Linked DNA regions of Astyanax mexicanus: region 1 is linked to region 2. A link is a contact called in public Hi-C data. All regions are on one chromosome and are shown on one strand. The core of a region is the stretch at or near the end of the contact, and the rest is flanking DNA. Distances in the headings are between cores, read along the strand shown.

Region 1 (7,186 bases), core at 3,771-6,270, 130 kb before region 2:
GGTGTCAGATGGACCAATGGGGGTTTTCTGAAGTGGTGCCACATTACATTACTACCTTTGGTTCTCTAAATACATTTTCAAACCCAAATAAATGAATAGATTCACTTTGGTGCTTAGAGTATCTTATAGATTATAGAGCAACAAAAATAATACAAATAATGTAAATAAAATATAATTATTCTTAATCTGTTTTAGATGTCGTACAGTATGTTTTCTCTGGCCAAATAAAACATGATTCTATGAATTTGCAAATCATTGCATTATTTGATTTTTATTCATGTAGGATAAATTTTCACTGCATAAAAAAGTTATTTGCTGCTGATACAGTACACAGATCTGGAAAAAAAATAAGAGGCCACTTAAAGATTATTTGACAAAAAATAAGTTTTTGTTTATTTTATCAAATTGAAAACCTCTGGAATGGAATCAAAAAGGAAGGTAGATGATCACAAGCCATCAAACCAAGCTGAACTGCTTGAATTTTTGTACCAGGAGTAAAAGCATAAAGTTATCCAAAAGTAGTGTGTAAGACTGGTGGAGGAGAACATGATGCCAAGATGCATGAAAACTGTGATTAAAAACCAGGGTATATATGTCTATGTTTTTATCAGTTCAGTGATGGTGGCGCTCAGAGCTGAAGCTAGCATTTTGGGATGTAAACAGAGGTTTTTAATAAGCTTCTTGTGCACTTTTTTAAAGTTATTTATGCCTCATTTTAAATGTCAGGGCTCTCCGGATTCTAGCAAGGAGGTGTGGAGCTACTTTGAGCTGGATAACGGTGGAAAAAGTGATTTATCGGGGCAAATTATGCCCCGTGTCGCCCAGTCTGAAGGGTGTTTGGACAAACTGTTAAAATTTCTGGATCTCGGAACGCTGTGGGAGAACGGAGGTGTGCTATTCATCAAAGGTAAGAACTTTTTATCATGCTTTACTACACTAAAAGTCCAATTTACACCAGAGTTCTCTTTTGAGGGGTTGGTCTGCGTATGCATGCGGTTGGTATTGAGCGTCTAATAATGTCCTCAGCAGAGATTGGGTGGGCCTGTCTTAACTTGACACCAGTGACGAAGCTGGAGCTGGCTGATATAATAGCTTTTGTAGTAGATAAGCATAGCTGCTTAAGGCGATGAAGGCTCGGAAAGCTGTCTCAGGCCGTCCGCAAGCAGGGGGGTGGTGGTAGTACAGGAGCAAATCCAACCAAGGTCAGAGGTAGAGGTCAGAGGTCACGGGGGGCAGGCCCCACGTCCTGAGACACCAGCAGGATTATATGAGAGGAAAAAGAAGCTATTCAGGCCGGGATCTGGGCATGATTCTGAAAGATCAGCTGCTGCCTGCGCGTACGCTGCCCTCTGTAATGTGTGAAAGCTTAAGGAGCGGTGAAGGCACGGCCTGCCTGGCAGCATGTTCTTGTCTGGAGCGTGGTCATCACTAATGAACTCAGACTGGCCCTGATGTGAAACAGCAGAGAGAGCTTATTTACTGGACTGTCCCTAATATGCCACTCAGTCTTGGGGTGTGTTGGGAAGCATGTGTGCTGTACAGAGCTTGAGGGAAGTGGGAGAGCACACTGTAAGCCCGGATAAGTTAAATTTAGTTAAAAAAATTCAGGAGACCGGTTGAATTAAAAACGTTAAGTAATGGGTAACGAAAAGCTAACGAAAAGTTAGCATTACTTAGAACATCAAGTTATTACAACTAAAGGAAAAGTTGATTTAACTTTTTTATTTTTGTTATACTGTAAGACCAGATAAGTTGAGTTTACTTACCTTTTTTAAGGCAGCTGGTTTGCTCAATTTTTTTAAGTAATGGGGAATGAAAACTTGAGTTAACATAAATTAAAACATCAAGTTATTACAACTAAAGGGGAACTTGCTTTATTTCTAAGGTAGCCCAGGGAGAATCACTACACATGGACTGTGACAGAAGCCGATGAAAAAGAAGCTGTTACTGGCAACAGACTAAACTCAGTTATTATAAGTTGGTTCAGCTCAAAGATCTCAGTTTGAATAGTACAGTATATGTGCCCACAAATGTTCAACTAACTCGAAATACTAGTGTGTTGATTAGAAATATCCAATTTTATTTGAAACAAACTTAAATCATGTAAAAATGGTTTTACAGTGTAGAGGGACAGGGCAACAAAAAGCTTTAAAAATAGAAAAAAGAAATTTGTATATACAGCTCTGGAAAAACATAAGAGACCACTTAAAAATGATGAGTTTCTTTGATTTTACCTAATTGAAAACCTCTGGAATATAATCAAGAAAAAGATGGATGATGCACCAGGGGTGGCATAAAGTTATCCAAAAGCAGTGTGTAAGTCTGGTGGAGGAGAACATGATGCCAAGATGCATGAAAACTGTGATTAAAAAACAGGGTTATTCCACCAAATATTGATTTCTGAACTCTTAAAACTTTATGAGTATGAACTTGTTTTCTTTGCATTATTTGAGGTCTGAAAGATCTGCATCCATATTTTTTGTTATTTCAGACATTTCCTGTTCTCTGCAATTAAATGCAGAGTTGTCTAGAGCTTTAGTATCAATCTGGAAATTTTCACTAGTAAATTATCTAGTAAAAATTATCACTAGTAAAAAGAAAGTAGATTACATGTTATTTATAGTGAAATATGGATTAAATATTGTCTCTCTCTATCTTTCTTACACACACAAGTACAAACACACACACACACATACACACACAGCTGCTGGCCGTTTACACACATTTTTTTCCTCAGTGATTTAGCAGATTAAAAGTTTCAAATATAAAAATCATCAAAATGCTCTGAGATAATGTAATAAAAAAGTAAAAAAGGTCTGTTTGCCACGCATGATCCCTTGATCCCACACAACACTTATTAATATTTTTCCATCTCCTATAAATACAGGTAAGTAACATTTTTAGGAGCATTTTAACCTTTTTAACCAATTTTTGTATGTGATATCAATAGTGTAAACATACACAGACAATGCTTATTTATTGTATCTATGCTTCCCTCTACCAGTCAAATATTCTCAGTGCCACTGGCTGTGACACAAGCATGTATGATCACAGTTGGCAATGTGTTCTTTTCGTGCAATGCTCTTTTTTTAACTTTTAAACTAAACCATCCACCTGAATTGTTTCCAAAATGCTTTATTTAAAAATGCATGGAGTTAAATTGTCTGGTAAAGACACAGAAATAAAAGAGTTTTATGACTCTTTCTTTTATGAGAATAATGAATAATGCACAATAACTGCAGTTAATATATGTATATAATATATACGTGTGCTTGAACTGTTGTGCACTGTAGAGCAGGAGCTGGTGGAGTGCTGCATCTGCCTGGATGAAATTCCTCTGCTTGCTCCTGCCTCGTACGTCTGATGATAATAGTAGACTATAATAATTTCTCTCTCATCTTGCTCTTCCCTGCTAAAATGGGGATTAAGTGGAGATTATGGCAGTGCCTTTTTCTTTATCCCTCTGTAAGCCAGCGGAGCATGCAGCTCAGAGGTGACGGTGCACTGTGTGATCTCCTGTCCTGCAGACATGAACTGTACCGGGGCCTGAGAGACCCTCCACTGTAGCTGACCCTCCGCTCTGAGTTTCAGCAGCACTGAGCACAGCTGGAAGAGTCTCAGAGCTCTGATATGAAACAGGTGGGAAAGATAGAGGAGACTGTGATGCTTCATAAAGCCTGTGGTGTCTTCAACATGTACATTAAACTCCTCTCACTGTGGTCAGATAAGTGGGTGGAGCTTAATTTCTCCTCAGAAAGCTCTGAAGATGATTTGCAGCTCATCATGAGCTCAGGAAAAAAAATATTATTATTAATATTATTATTATTATTATTATTTCTTTATTTTTTATAATGGAACTTTATTTAGGACCCACCACAAACTAATTCATTTATTTATTTATTTACTTAGTTACTTAGTTAGATATTTAGTAATTTATTTATTTTTCCTAAATTAAGAGTATATTATTATTATTATTATTAGTAGTAGTAGTAGTAGTAGTAGTAGTAGTAGTAGTAGTATGGACCTTTGTCCAAAGATACTGGTTACGTTTGCCACCCCCCCCCCCCCCCCCGCCCCCCAAAAAGATGAACAGGTGACTTTTTATTTAATTATTGTTATATATTATTATGATTATTATTCTTGTGACCAATGAGTCTGGTCCTGCTGTGACCCTGACCAGGAAAAATCTAAAATCTGAACATATCTTTATGATTTGATAATTATTATGCTGATTCATGTTACTACTACTACATTTTTATTTATTCATTCATCTATTTTTATTAGTAGCAGCTCTAGAATTATTACTCACATGCTGTAGTATTATTAGTAGTAGGAGACATACAGTGGACACCCCTTTTAAACATTCTGTAATAATTATAATAATAAAAGCTCCTATTTACTTAATTATATTATATATTAATTATATTATTATATAATAAAGATTGCTTAAATGCTGTTTTTCAATCAACATTTAAAAAGATAAACGATTATTCAATGTGTAATGATGCACCATTTGCATATGAGGGGATGTTTAATGATAGTTTTAAATTTTGTTTTTCAATCATCAACATTCAAACATGTAATGCAACCAAAAAATAAATGTTTATCAAATATGTCAGAAAGCACCATTTGCATATGAGGGGATGTATAATAAATGTTGTTTAAATGTTGTTTTTCAATCACCATTTTAAAAAGATAAACGTTTTATTCAATTTGTCAGAATGCACCATTTGCAAAAGAAGAGATGTTTAATAAAGGTTGTTTAATGTTGTTGTTTTTTTACAGATCATCAACACCGAAAGATGTAATGCAATGCAAGCAAAAAAAGTATGAACGTTTAATCAATGTTCTTTGCTATGCAAGGTTTGACTGACAGCAAAGATTGACTCTGTTGCGCAGAAGCCCCTCTAGGTGTCGCGCTCTCGCAGCGTCTCGCGGCTGGCCGGGACTCGGAGCTCGCTCGCTCGCTCGCGCGCGCGCACGCTGACGTCACCGCGGCGTTGATTTGCTGAGGCGGCGGCGGAGCGGAGTTAGAGCGCGAGAGCGCGGCGCGCGACCTGCCTCACTATGATCTAGAGCCGGTCAGCGCGCACTAGCAGAGAGCGGACAGAGCCCGCGCGGAGAGTCAGGTGAGTGCACGCGGCGCGGAAACAAACACAAACATGCACATGCATACATACAAACACATGCACACACAAACACGCACACTCGCGAGCGCGCGCGCGTGCAGAGGGAGAGAGAGAGTGCTGCTGGATACTTTTCTGCTACTGTTTGTTACTGTGTTTGTTTGTGGAGCACGCGCTGGTTTAAAGCACGCCGGAGCTCGCGCGTCTCGGGGGGATGAAAGGAGCCGCGTGCTCCGCTCTGTTTAGAGGAGGAGAGGAGGAAAGGTAAGCGAGAGAGAGAGAGAGAGAGAGAGAGAGAGAGAGTGTGTGTGTGTGTGTGTGTGTGTGTGTGTGTGTGTGTGTGTGTGTGTGTGTGTGTGTGTGTGTGTTGTATATATGAGCACCTGCTGGAGCTCCGGGGCTCCGGGTTGATTGTACCGGGCCACATGCAGGGATGTTGTGTTGACGTAAGCGGGCGGCTCGAGCGAGGGGGACGAGCCTCCATCCAGCCTCCAGCCTGCACGAGCTCCCTGCCTAAACTCACTGTCTGTCTCTCTCTGTCACACACACATGCACGAGCGCGCACGCTCTGTCCAAACTGTTGCACCACCACTACTACTAGCACCAGCAAAACCACTCTGTCTGACTGTAAGTGTGCCTGTCTGTCTGTCTCTCTCACTTACTGTCTGTCTTTGTGTCTCTCTCTTTATAAGTGTGTCTGTGTGTGTCTATCTGTCTGCTTCTCTCTGTCTGCCTTTCTGCCTGTCTCACTCTCTATCTCCATTTCTATTCCTCTCCCTACCTTCTCGCCTGTCTCTCTCCCTCTCTATTTCTATGTCTGTCTTTCTCTCTGTAAGTCTCTCTGTCCCTCTCTTTCTGTCTGTCTCTCACTGTCTGTCTTCCTCTCCGTCTTTCTCTCTCTACTTGCCTGTCTTATTCACTATCTCTATTTCTATGTCTGTAGTTCTCTCTGTAAGTATCTTTATATCTCTCTTTCTGTCTCTATCTCTCACTGTCTGTCTATATCTGTCTCTGTCTATCCCTCTCTTTACCTGCCTGCCTGTCTCCTTCTATGTATTCATATGTCTGTCTTTCTCTCTGTAAGTCTCCGTGTCCCTCTCTTTCTGTCTCTGTCTGTCTGTTACTGTCCACTTTCTCTCTCTGTGTATCTGTCTCTCTTAATCACCAACTGTCTGTCGGTCTCTCTCTGTGTCTGTGTGTCTCTATCTCTATGTCTGTCTTGCTGCCTGTCTCACTTTCTATCTCCATTTCCCTGTCTCATTTACTATATATATTTCAATGTTTATATTTCTCTCTGTAAGTCTCTGTGTCCCTCTCTTTTTGTCTCTGTCTGTCTGCCTTTCTCTCAGTCTCTGTCCCTCTCTACATATTTAGAACAGAGCCGGTCAATCTGTATTTCTCTCTGTCATACTGTTTCTCTTTTTCTCTTTCTGCCTCTGTCTCTCTTTCTCTACCTGTCTGCCTGTCTCTCACTCTCCTTTTCTCTTTATATGTCTGTTTCTCTCTTTCTGTCTCATTCCCTCTCTGAACATATTTGTCTGTGTTTCTCTCTAAACTGAGCCTGTCTGTCTCTCTGAATGTATTTCACTCTGTAAGAGATGTTTCTGTCCCTCTTAATATTCAAGAGGCAAAGAAGCTTTATTAAGCATTACAACAATAAAAACTGCCTCTTACTCTCTGTCTGCATCTCTCTTTTTTCTCCTTACCCCTTCTTCTTTCTCTCTGTCTCTCTCTCTCTGTCTTTAAATGAGCATGTATGTCTTTCTCATTAAGTCTGTCTCTATCCCTCTGTCTGTGTCTGTCTCACTCTGTCTATCTGTAGTTGCTGTAAGTTGAAAGTCACGTTAATGACGCTCTGGTGGCTAATCAATTGATAGGGACAGTCAATATAATCGATAGCACGTCAGATTAGTGTTGAGGTTAGAGGCAGGCGTGCAACAGCGTGGTGCTGTGTACTCGGGTACTGTAGACTTCATCATGCTTTGCTTACCGTTTGCATGCATACCGTTTAAAACGCTGCGTAATTTCTGCGTAGCGCTGGTGGATGCACTTTACGCAGC
Region 2 (6,504 bases), core at 2,521-5,020:
TGTATGTACCCCATTCCACTGATGGAGTAACAGTGGCTCCATAATCATAGGGGATGTGTTAATAATGCTCACTCACCTCGTCAAAGAAGAAACTCCACAAGAACAAATCTGACTTTCATTCTTTTTCTCTCTCTCTCTCTTTCTCTGATGGCTGGAGTTGGGTTGGCAACTCAGATGGGAGCCATTACGCCATGGAGGCTCGCCCTTATCAGTTAATAGCAGGTTTCCAAGGACCAGGATTGTTTTTGATAGATGACACCTGGTCAGTCACTCACCACTTGCACAAAGCAGAAGAAATGAAATGCCTGCTTAGATAAGCTATCGCTAAAAAATCCCCATCTATTGATTGCCCAGCGCTCATAAAAGCTGAGAGAGGCTGCGAGAGTTAATCTTTCCCACTGTGCTCTGAGCTTCTAAGACACTTGGTCTGTGTTCAAGTAAAATTGGCCGTGTTTGGAGAGCATGACTCTGAGGGAGTTATGTGTGTTTGTGTAGGAATTAGCACCAATATTTAGCTTTATTTGTATCCACCACTTGAAACTTGAAACTAAAACTTACTGACGATGTTTTTTTTTTTATTCTACTGTGTTTAACTGATGATGTATTTTCTGTTGAATACATAAAGTTACTGCACTGAGAGCTGATTAACACCATGTTTCCAAGTTCATATATTTACACTCAACTCACATAAACTAATGAAATAAATTAAATTGTCTTGCATCACAATGTTTGGCAATGTTTATAGCCATACTTCTGGGTTAAAACCTTAAGGCGGCAAAACATGAACAATTGATTGGTTCTTTTAAAATGCGTAGTTACAGGAGTATCACAAAAAATTCGAATATCATTGAAAAGTTATTTATTTTATTGTTAATGATTATGGCTTACAGCCAATGAAAACCCAAAAATCAGTGTCTCAGAAAATTAGAATATTATATAAGACCAATTGGTACTTTTGACAGTGTGGGCAGTGTGCCAAGTCCTGCTGGAAAATGAAATGGACTTTATTTCCAAATGAAAAGCAACATTTTCTCAGTGATGTTTTGGAGAGACATGTCATCTGCTGGTGTTGGTCCAATGTGTTGTATAACAGGTCCAAAGTGCTTCCCTCTGCTGGCAACTTTTATGGTGATGCGGATTTCATTTTCCAGCAGGACTTGGCACACTGCCCACACTGCCAACAGAACCAATTGGTCTTATATAATATCCTATTTTCTGAAATACTGTTTTTTGGGGTTTTGATTGGCTGTAAGCCATAATCAACAACAATAAAATAAATAAAAGCTTAAAATACATCTGTATTTTAAGTTTAATGAACCCACACTTAATGTAAAGGTTCTACACCAATTAGAATTAAAACCACAAGTCAAAGCCAAGAACCAGAAGAGTAGTAACATACATCTATCCGCAGCTATCAATCCAATTTAGAGAAAAGGAAAGAGAGGAATGAGGAATGTTGAGTTGAATTCTAAGGGCCCCTCCACTCAGGAGTGGGTGTCCGTTTACAGTCCGGCTCAGTGGGCAGGCCGCGTGGCCCAGCGCTGACCACTGGCCCTGGAATGTGATTGATTATGTGGGATTTGTGCCATTGAGAACCTTTCAGCGGCTCCAGGGGTTACGGGGTCATCTCATCCGCAAATCGGCTTTCTTTTGTACAGTGAGGGTCTGGAGAAGAGCCGCACAAAACCCTCCTTTTTCCTCCTTCTTCACCCTGGGAAAGTGGGGGAAGGGACTGTCAATTAAACAACTTTTCTGTCTCTCTCTCTTCCTCTCTTTCGCACACATACTCTCTCTGTCTCTCTCCCTCTCTTTTGCCCGTCTTTAAAGAGCGAGTTGCTCTTAAATACGCCGGCTCGTTCCGTTTGAAAAGCATCAACATAAAATCTATTGAACTAAAACGGGCAACTGAAGCACGAGTTATAAGGCTGTAAAATGTCTCCGATTTTTGCTCAATAAAGAGAACAATGATGTTAGTGCATATTAAAACCTCCGTCTGCTTTATTGCTCCGCAGTTATTAAAGAAATGTTTAACTTATTAAAGAGATGGCAATAACAGCAGCTTCCTTTGGAAAATTCGGCTCAATATACTGTATGAATATGGAAATGTGGAAGGGCGAACTGTGGTTGTTTTAATCTGAGCTCTAATCTGTTTGTGTGATGCTGGAGAAGGAACCAGTTTTGCTTCCCTAAAGAACCTTTCTGAGCGTGGATTCTTTAAAGAGACACTGTTTTAAATACAATTTAGCTTTTAGTTTAAAGAACATTTTATAAGGCGTAAATAACAAAAAAAAAAATGAAAATAGCACTTTTAAGGTGTGGATAAGTTAAAAAAAAAAAAAAAAAATACCAAGAAAGTTTTGGAAAAGCCATGGAAATTTGGCTATTTTGAGCTAACAAAAACATCAGCACAGAGTTAATTCAGTAATTTAACCCTACACAATGGAGCTCTCAGGATCTGATACACATTTTATCATTAAATATTGTGTGTCATTCATTTTAGACCTACTATAATCAGTTTTGATTATAGATTTAGTTGATATTTGGTTTTATTGTCCATGTCTGCACTGTTTAAAAAATGTGTATGGTCATGAAAATTTGCCTTGAAAGCATGGAGATGCCACGAAAAAATAATAAATGTATTGTTTAAACAGTGAATGAACCCTGTTATATAAATAAAAATGTTTTTTTTTTTGTTTGTTTTTTTTGTCCAAAAAAAAATCTGGCCAAGAAACTTGTTGTAGATGCTTTACTTGGCCTGATAAGTGTATTTATGAAAATAATGCACCATTCAACTGTCCAAATGCTGTCCATGACTGTTTAACCATTTTTCTTAATATTGTATGTAATAATGTAATAACATGTAAGAGAAGAATAAAATTAAATGCATGAGCGAAGCCACTGTTTTACATGCAGTATTTTAGAGTAAAGAACCTTTTGTTAGGCATAAATAAACTTTTTGTAGATTCTTTGCTTGGTCTGATGGGTGTATTTAGGAAGATACTGCAACATTTAACTGTCTAAACCCTTTCCAAACAATGTTTAACCATTTTAGTTTCTGGTCAAAATCTACACAATGACCACTACCCATCCCCCTTTTCTAAAAGAGAGAAAAAAGATAATTGGTTTAATACAACAAATAAAGGGTTTTTGGCCAAATATGGACTGGCCAAGCACTTTTGAGGTTCTTTGCTTGGACTGATAAATGTTTTTATGAAGATAATGCACCATTCAACTGTCTAAACCCTGTCCAAACCCTGTACACATTTTAGTTTCTGGTCACAATCTAGGATACACTGACCACTACCCCTCCCCCTTCTCTAAAAGAGAGAAAAGAGAATTGGTTTGGCAATTTGCTGATCTTTGACAAGTGAGGCAAAGCCACCATTAGCCACCCTGCCATGGAAGCCTTTGATGTGTGGTCAGTCAGGCCTCAGGATGACGGTGCAGTTCAGAATATGTGCTGGCTCTTGGCCCTCAGGGGCCAGTCTTTGTGGTCAGCGGACCTGGATTATACTTTAACCCCGAGGAAGGTCTCTGGGCAGGGTGAAAGGCCAGTGATCTTTAAAAAGAGAGAGAGCGAAAGAGAGAGAGAGAGAGAGAGAGTGAGAGAGAGTAAGCCCTTTCCCTTCAGTCTGGAATGCAGTATCTTCTACCCAGCAGCCTCAGCGGTCAGGGGTCTCTCCCCCCTCCACCCCACAGTGAGAAACATTCACCTAAATTCTGTAAAGAATGTCACTTTGGGCCGGAGCTGCCCTGAGCCTCACTCTCACTCGGCAGTGCTCCGCAGAGACGCGTCCTGTAACAAACAGATGATGCTGTCCTGCTGGAGTACATTCCTCATGTGAATGTGAGAAGCGCAGGGCTCATCAGTTCCAGACTGAGTCATACACAAACCTCCAGCTCTCTACAAATGATCTGATGTCTAGCCTCGCTGTACGTCTCGCTCCTTGCACTGAAAAATACAGGTGCCAAAAGATATGTTTTTTTTTTTGTAGGGCTGGGTGATATAATGAGGTTATCATTATCATGATAAATAACTGCGATATTTTTAGTATGGTTACCATTGAAAATTTATATATATAGAATACAGAAGTAAATCCATGGTGTAAACACATAAAATAAGACATTTAAAACAGTTTTAAAGAGTCTTTAAAAGCAAATAGCAACAGCAAATGTGGCCTGATCGTTCAGTAACACTTTACAATAAGGGTCACATCACAGTATTAACAGCAGTAACAGACATTGAGAAATGGTTAAGTATTGTCAAAAGTAATTATTAATTGACACAAATTAACACATTATTAAATAATACTAACTCATTTTCTTAATGCTTAAGAATGTTGTAAATAACAATAATGAAATAAGACATTTATTAAAAAATGTTATAATGAATAATAATGTCCAATTAAAAATTAGTTGAGAGATACGGTCATAACATTCCCATAGAACCACCACATTTAAAAGAAATGGACAAAAAATTGTTTTTTTTCCCTCATTTTTATTATTTTACAGTGTATATATATATATAGTATATAGCATGATAATGAAGTGTTGCATCAGGGGAAAGCTTGAGAATGCTGACATCTGTATAAGTTGTGAGGTGCTATCTTGTGAGTGAGGGGTGTAAGAATATATATATATATATATATATATATATATATATATATATATATATATATATATATATATATATATATTTGCATTATAGTATCAATTTACAAAAAACAAAGTATTGGTATTTAATTATTAGTTAAAGGTTAGTAAAGATTGGTTAGACGGACAGTGGTTCATTTTGTGCTGTGGTTTAAAGCTGCTCACTAGATGGCGTACTGTATCTTTAGAACACATTGTTCGGATTACATGAAAAGTAAAGTCTTTTTTTAAAGATTTTATAAATGTTTTAATACTATAAGAGTTTTCTTATATTGTGTTACTTACAGTATTGCAATATATTGAAATAGATTAGATCGTATATACTGCAATATTAAGTTTTTGCCATTACCCAGCCCTGTGTGAATTATGGCAGTTTGAGTTAGGTCTGATTTAGTGGATTTTGAATGAATGGGATGTTCAGTCCCAGTGTCACCTGTGTACCGCCATCATAAAAGGCTACTATTACCTCCCACAGTGGACAGCTCAGTGGTGGGTAATGGTTGTGACCTGTGGTGTCGGGCTAAATTGACTCTGGCTTAAAGCACATCAACATTAAATGCAAAAGACAATACACACACATCACATCATGTGATTGTGTGCAAGGTTTTTATTAGCTTTCGTGGGATGTGACAAAAGTCATGGGACATGATACTGACTGTTGAGCTTCTGCAGTGCATTTTAGATCCGAGATAAAATAAACAGTCAGTCAGTCAGGAGAAATCAGTCAAGAGAAATATGGAAATGTAATCATTATGTTTGAAGATGACAAATTTAAAGAATCTAAATGATTCTTTAAATGCAAAATATATTCATTTCTTGCACGTCTGCTTTTTTCCCTCTATCCCACCATTAATAAAACAGCATTTTGAATCTTTAAATTGAGATTGATTTGTGTTAAATGAGCAGCTCTATTTGTTTTCAGGCCTCGTGTGCATGTCTGTACTGAGGCTGGTCATTTGAGGTCTTTTCTGCTCTCTGCTTTGGTCAGGCTCGTGTGGTCATCACCGCAGCAGACAGAGGTCAGACAAGCTAACATAGCTCCCCCTGCTGGCAGACCGTGCGTCAGTGCACTCACTGGACCCTTCCAGACAGTCTGTCCTTTCTTAAAGCATCTTCCTTTCACTATTTTTATATATTGTTAGGTGAATTTTAAGCTTTAGTTCTGAGTAGATGTGTTGTAACTTATTCACACATCAAAATGTGGTGTAAATCATTTTATAATGTCAAATTATAAATTTTAATTGTTTACTAGGTTAGTAGTACCTCGTGCAAAACTTCATGCAAAATGTGCATACTTACTCAGTATAGCTGTAATGCTTTATTGTGTGCAATATCCAATTCATTATGTCTACTGTGATCTCTTCATCACCATTTGTGCAGTATGTTTAACTTGCAATATTTTCTCACCTTTTTATCTACTATTTATATGTTATTTATGCACTGTTACTCTTTGTGCAATAATACTGGTCACTCCTTACCATAATCATCAATCAATCTCCTCTGACCTTATCTTATCTTAGCTGCACTAGATGTATATCCTCTTGAGACCCTGCGTCCTCATATGAGGACATTTACATTTCTGCTTCTCTACAGGATTATGCTTTATTTTTTCTAAAACACTGACTGTTTGGGCTCACAGGGACACACTGCACCTAACATCTAGTGGTCACATGACAACATTAAATGTAAATGATTAAAAGTAATAAGAGGGGAATCCCAGTCAAAAGTTTCCACAGCCAGTTCATACAAAAACATGGGCCAGATAAAAATTCTAATCCAATTTTATGTTTAAAAAGTAGTTTTAGTCAAATTTAATTTATGGAATAATTGGGTCCTTCTGATCCCAAATGG

What was found. A called contact is a pair of places that touch in the nucleus more often than the background predicts.
Region 1: a Hi-C map of muscle shows a contact between it and region 2, with 18 times the contacts expected there. The contact joins the promoter of zbtb16a here to the enhancer-like site in region 2. A contact is called at or near these places in 2 of 3 Hi-C or Micro-C datasets (both in muscle).

Annotation. Positions count from the first base shown.
Region 1 is chr17:7,512,384-7,519,569 of AstMex3_surface, reverse strand. It overlaps zbtb16a (zinc finger and BTB domain containing 16a), which reads left to right and starts at 5,020. Exons shown (of 8, transcript XM_049466533.1): 1 at 5,020-5,129.
Region 2 is chr17:7,377,232-7,383,735 of AstMex3_surface, reverse strand. The region is part of intron 5 of zbtb16a (zinc finger and BTB domain containing 16a); the gene reads left to right. Among protein-coding and RNA genes, the nearest start is that of htr3a, 97 kb to the right of the region's middle. Within about 2 kb of position 3,770, the one cell type or tissue checked has an H3K27ac peak away from gene starts, as active enhancers do.